2 separate regions of the Triticum aestivum genome follow, and region 2 is linked to region 1. A link is a contact called in public Hi-C data. All regions are on one chromosome and are shown on one strand. The core of a region is the stretch at or near the end of the contact, and the rest is flanking DNA. Distances in the headings are between cores, read along the strand shown.

Region 1 (2,989 bases), core at 22-2,521:
CGTGAGCGTCTCTCCCTGCCGACCACACGATCTCCATCTCCGTCTCCGTGTACGTGCGCTGAATCTGCGGCTGGCGCCGGGCCGACCACGCTGGTGAGATTGAGAAGCGTCACAATCCAACCCGGTCAAACACGCACGTACTACTCGTCCTCCCCACCGTTGGCGACGCGGCAGCCAACGGTAACTGCCCCATCCACCGTCCAAATCGGTGATTATCCAAGCAATAAATAATCGATATTTTCCAGTCGGCGCGTGCCATTTTCCCATGTCCACCTCGCTTTCTTCGAGAGGAAGGAGCTGTCATCTTTGTCTCCTGAAACCACTCGGCGTGGTTCCCTTTTTATCTTCCTTCAGGCTGATCATGGTGGGAAGTAACATAGGTAGTAACATAGATGTCACATAAGCAAAAATATTAAGGTGACAAGTAGTTAATGAAGAGAGAGACAAATAAAGTAACCTAATATGTTATCATCACATAGCGCTTTTCAATACAAAATGAGTCTACAAGACAATAAATAAGCATGTGTATGTTACTACACATATAACACTTCCCACTATAAGGATAGTAACATAGAGTAGTAACGTATGCATGTTACTACTCTAAGTTACTCCCCACTATGACCAGCCTCAGGGGGTGTTTGGTTTAAAAGTCCTAGGACTTTTTCTAGTCCCTGTAGAAAAAGTCCCTCCCGTTTGGCTTCTAGAGACTTTTTAGGAACTTTTTCTAGTCTCTGTGACTAAAAAGTCCCTGAACCAAACACCCCCTCATTCTCCGGCACACCGATACGTGCACCAGCCGAATAATATTCAAAAGCTTCGAGCAGAGGCAAATCCCCACGGAAATACGCGGCCACTTGCGTTTTGCATCTTCTCCTTTCATATTCACTTTCTTCCATTCTTTAGAAAAGGCTTGGATTATTCATTCCAAACGCATGCTTTGGTTACTAGAGTACTAGTATACTACCCTCTTTCTTGCTGTTTCCTAGTACTAATTTCAACACTTTTGAGAAATGGTGCAAAAGCAAAGGAAAAAGGTAGTGTACCAGCCCCAAAAAAATAATACCATGAAAGATTTCTAAAATAAATGAAAGATAGTGAACTCGTGGGAAAATATATATGAAAATGAATGACCTAAATGTACGTATGAAAAAGACAGTGACACATGGCAGCCGCAACAAAGCCAGAAATAAAAATGCATTTAAAGCACAAGGGAATAAGAATACTGTAATGGCCAGGTAATGGCACCCACCACGCGACCTTTGTCCGTTCCTCTCCTCTCCAGTACTCCGCTCTGGAACCAGTAGTAGTATTTGAACGGAACGGAAGCCCCCGTTGCCAACTCAGATTCAAACCCGCAATCGACTCCACACTCCACCCCCGCGATGCCGCTCCTCCTCCCCCTCCTCATGCTGCTCGCCGCCGGCGCGGCGGGGGCAGAGTCGGCGACCCCCTCGCTGCACATCGGCGTCAACTACGGCGCCAACGCCGACAACCTCCCCTCCCCGACCTCCGTCGCCACCTTCCTCGCCACCAAGACCACCATCGACCGCGTCAAGCTCTTCGACGCCAACCCGGCCTTTATCTCCGCCTTCGCCGGCACGCCCATCTCCCTCGCCGTCTCCCTCCCCAACTCCGCCCTCCCCGCCCTCGCCGACAAGGCCACCGGCCTCGACGCCGCGCGGTCCTGGATCCGCGCCAACCTCTCCCCCTACGTCCCCGCCACCAACGTCACCCTCCTCCTCGCCGGCAACGAGATCCTCCTCTCCACCGACACCAACCTCATCCTCTCCCTCCTCCCCGCCATGCGCCGCCTCGCGCAGGCCCTCAAGGCCGAGGGCCTCACCGGCGTCCGCGTCACCACCCCGCATTACCTCGGCATCCTCGCCCCCTCCGACGGCATCCCCTCCAACGCCAGCTTCCGGGCGGGCTACAACACCAAGCTATTCCCGGCCATGCTGCAGTTCCACCGCGACACCGGGTCGCCCTTCATGGTGAACCCTTACCCCTACTTCAGCTACCGGCCGGAGACGCTCAACTACGCGCTCTTCCGCCCCAACAGCGGCATCTACGACCCGGCAACGAAGCTCAACTACACCAGCATGCTGGACGCCCAGATGGACGCAATCTACACCGCCATGAAGAAGCTCGGGTACGGAGACGTCGACATCGCCGTCGGGGAGGCCGGGTGGCCCACCCAGGCGGAGCCCGGGCAGATTGGCGTCGGGGTGCAGGAGGCGAGGGACTTCAACGAGGGCATGATTCGGGTGTGCAGCAGCGGCAAGGGCACGCCGCTGATGCCCAACAGGACATTCGAGACCTACCTCTTCTCCCTCTTCGACGAGAACCAGAAACCAGGGCCAATCGCCGAAAGGCACTTTGGCCTCTTCAACCCGGACTTCACGCCCGTCTACGACCTCGGACTTCTCCGGGACGGCGCGGTACGTACTGCGCTTTTCTCCCCTGATGATCCTTAATATGAACCTTTACCTGCCTGTCTTGTGTCCTTAAACTTATCAAATTGCTGGGGCATAAAATCCTTTCCTTACTAGTATAATGATAATGATTGGTTGATTGCATCGTATAATTTGTCTGGCCCTGTCTTACGATCGTGATTTTATGTTTTATTTCTTTGGGAAACGTGGCTTCAATTGTATCAGATTCAGTATTTTACTTGGGAGAAAAAAAAATACTAAGGGATGAACCCAACCCAGTAGTAACAATGAACATGCCGTGTCAACCATGGGCGGCATATGATCCGACTTGAATGCTAAGGTGGTCCTCCATTCACACTGCAACTGCATTTGTCAAAGGTGATGTATGTGTATGGACCAGCTTCTTCTGGAAACGGCTATAGCTGCTTGCTTGCGTTTCCGACTTTTGCTCCTATCCCCTGCATGATCTGCTTGCCCAAACGGCTGCCTTTCTTGACGGATCCAGTATGACAGCAGGCGTGTGTTGATAGCACTCTTGGACACGTCTGGCAGTATTT
Region 2 (3,048 bases), core at 206-2,705, 290 kb after region 1:
GCCCAGCGAGCAGAGATGTCTGGCGTTGTGAGGCTAGCCGCCGCGACCGCGGGTGGGAGTTGGGGGCCGGTTTGCTGCAAGCCGCAAAGTCTCATCTGTTTTTTTGCGCCCTCATTCACTTCCCTGTGTGTGGGTGGTGTGGTTCTTTTTCTTTCTTTTTTTGTATGAGACGAAGGGAAAGACAAAGGGCGCAGATCCAACGGTTCCAGCCATCTCGATCGAATGTCTTTGACGGGGACCCATCTAGTGCCTGCGCCGGTAAACCGGCACAGAGCGCTGCCCAGAAACAACACAGCAACCGATCTTGCTTGCGTGCAACCTTTTTTCTTTTCCTTTTTCCTATTTTCCGCTTAAGAAACATTGAATGTTCTGATAGAGAGTAGCTAAAGATGCGCCGCCAAGAAAATCAACAATTTTGGGGGGCAACTTATTCTCGATCGAAATCTTCAGTGTATAGGAGGAATCAACAATTTTTGGGGGCAATTTATTCCTTCGCTGTATGCTTCATGTTAGAGAATAGCTGAAGATGCGCCGCCAAGAAAAATCAGGTAACTGAAGTAGCGATTTAGGACTAGTTAATTAGGTAAATCTTTCATTCTTACATATTCATCACTCCATCCATAGTGGAGATAGATGAAGCAATTACAGGGAGACATGCGCACACACATACACACAAGGACACCATGGGCAGAGCATAGGCGGAGAGCGAGCAAGCAAATCACACGCACACGCACCCTTGCTCGACTCCATCAGATCAGACGCTCGTTATTCAAGTATACTCTCACACCATCACACGTACGTACGTACGAGTGCATGCAGCTTAACAGTTGCAGGGGTTGCACTTGCAGTTGTCGCCGCAGCTGCAGCCCTCGCCGGACTGCCCGGCGGCCACCTCGAACTGCCCCGCCTTGTTCTCAGGAGCCACGCCGAGCACGACCACGGCGGCGACCTGGGCGGCGGCGCTGCCCTGCTCTGTCAGATCAGGGTACATCTTCCTGCAACGGGCGAAGGCAACCGGTCGGCGAATCAGATCAATAGTTCATCACCACAAAAGGAACTGGTGCTTGATCAGCTAAAGGGGTCACCAGATGAAGTAGTAGATAAATAGCACGAGAGTATTTTTGCAAGGAGAAGCATCCATTAACGTCAATCAAAAAATAAAAAATAAAAAAAAGCATCCATACCCGCACTTGCAGTCTGAGCCGCAGCTGCAACCGGATCCACAGTTGCAAGACATCCTCCAAATCTGTGAACCCAAAAAGATTTCAAGGAGAAGAAGATGGGCTTTGGTATCGGGGATGATGATGAGCACAATTGAATTGAATGGATAGCCTCCCACCGGCGCCACTATTTATAGCCGAATGGTGTACACAAGCTTTGGTAGCGTATAAGAGGAGGCCACGCTAGTCTAGCTAATAAGCTGCTGTTGCGTGGCACGATGCTACACGTACGCCGGCCTCCCGGAATTAGTCCAATTTCTCGAAATCGATTGCCTTAAGATAGAGACAGAAAGCTCTCCACTCGATAATTTTGATTATCCTTGAGGCAGTTAGAGGTAATTCCCTCCGTTGCATAATACAGGAGCGTTTTTTACATTACATGTGAATTTCTTGTACTAGTGATAAAAGGGGTTGCAGTAGCTGGTTAAGTTAAGCACAAAGACAATCTGAGCTGATCTTTCTGGTTGCTTTCTGAAAAACGAATAAAAAAATATCCAAGCCCACTAATAATAGTTTGGCACGCCAACAAATCCAACGTATGGACCTCCTCTACCTTCAAATCTCTCTCTCTGGGTTACATTCGCAGTATACTGTTCCTTGATGAAGACGTGGATGGTTTGTGTCAAAAGGAATAATGCCTAGTTGACTTCCCTTCCCTTCCCTTCCCCTTCTTTTGATTTCACACTATTCGACATCATTTTGTATCTTCTCGAAAAGAAAAGAAAAATCTATGATTTTCTATATATGACTTTCTCAACCGCAAGGCGGCAAGAAATGGGCCTTTCTTTGTTGCTTCTCAAAATTTCTTTTGCGGTACATCAAGTAGCTTTTAGATATTAAACAAAGAACCATTCATTCAATATCTATCTACAAATTGTAGGGAATAAAAGTGTATATTTCTATATTTTTTAAAAGAAAATATGGTGAACATAAGTACTTTCTTTGTTTTTGTTTTTTGTGGGTAACTTTCTTCTTATTTTACTAGTTCCCTCTGGAATTGAGAGGGGACATAACGAATTAGTACTTTGTAAGCATGGGTACACTTTTTTCTCGAATGTTAAGCATGGGGTATACTTGTACTGGAAGCAATTGTTTTCTCCACTCCAATTGCAAGTCCCCTCGCAAAAAAAAATTTGGAAGTCACAGTTTTCTGTTTCAGGAAGAGCCCGTATCAATCACAATGGTAGGCATTACCAGCAATGATCATTATGAAGACTACTATATGAGAACTACTCCCTCTGTAAACTAATCTAAGAGCGTTTAAATCACTTAGTATTTTTTTGATGATGCTAGATCACAACTTGTTTGTTTTAGTTCTTGTAACCAAGACCGCAACAAAACATCACATCCAATACGTCGACAATCTAGAAGGAGATATTTTATTTTGATGCGGGACATAGAAAACTTTATCACAAAACATTAACAAAGATTATGTCACATCCTTAGGTACTAACTAGTCCTGCACGTCCAAAACAAAAGAGAATTGAGTACTGGACAAACTCCACGGCGGAGAATATCTCATCAACAGAAACTCAACAAGGCCTATTGTCTCCTAGGAATCATAGTTTCAGAATAAATCTTCATATCACAGTTTGAAGACTTTTTTTAATGACGTCTTGGCTGCACATGGATTATGAAGCTAGTTGAAGCTATTCGTTCCAATAATTACTTCCAATCTCAAGGAAGAACAATCCTAGGCAGGTTTATAAACTATGGCTACAAACGTGGAAACATCACGCATCAGATCACAAGAGTCTTCAGTGAAAAAGAAGTTGGCATATTTTGCAGTAAATTTCTATTAGATTCAACTAACATCCTGGAATTATTG

Evidence for each region. A called contact is a pair of places that touch in the nucleus more often than the background predicts.
Region 2: a Hi-C map of leaf shows a contact between it and region 1, with 5 times the contacts expected there. The contact joins the promoter of LOC123091763 here to the promoter of LOC123091761 in region 1. A contact is called at or near these places in 4 of 5 Hi-C or Micro-C datasets (leaf and an unstated tissue).

Annotation. Positions count from the first base shown.
Region 1 is chr4B:190,721,259-190,724,247 of IWGSC CS RefSeq v2.1, forward strand. It overlaps LOC123091761 (glucan endo-1,3-beta-glucosidase-like), which reads left to right and starts at 1,272. Exons shown (of 3, transcript XM_044513381.1): 1 at 1,272-2,438. The coding sequence starts at 1,383. It also overlaps the pseudogene LOC123090055.
Region 2 is chr4B:191,015,606-191,018,653 of IWGSC CS RefSeq v2.1, forward strand. It overlaps LOC123091763 (metallothionein-like protein 1), which reads right to left and starts at 1,456. Exons shown (of 2, transcript XM_044513383.1): 1 at 1,185-1,456; 2 at 580-995. The coding sequence starts at 1,237. The coding sequence ends at 821.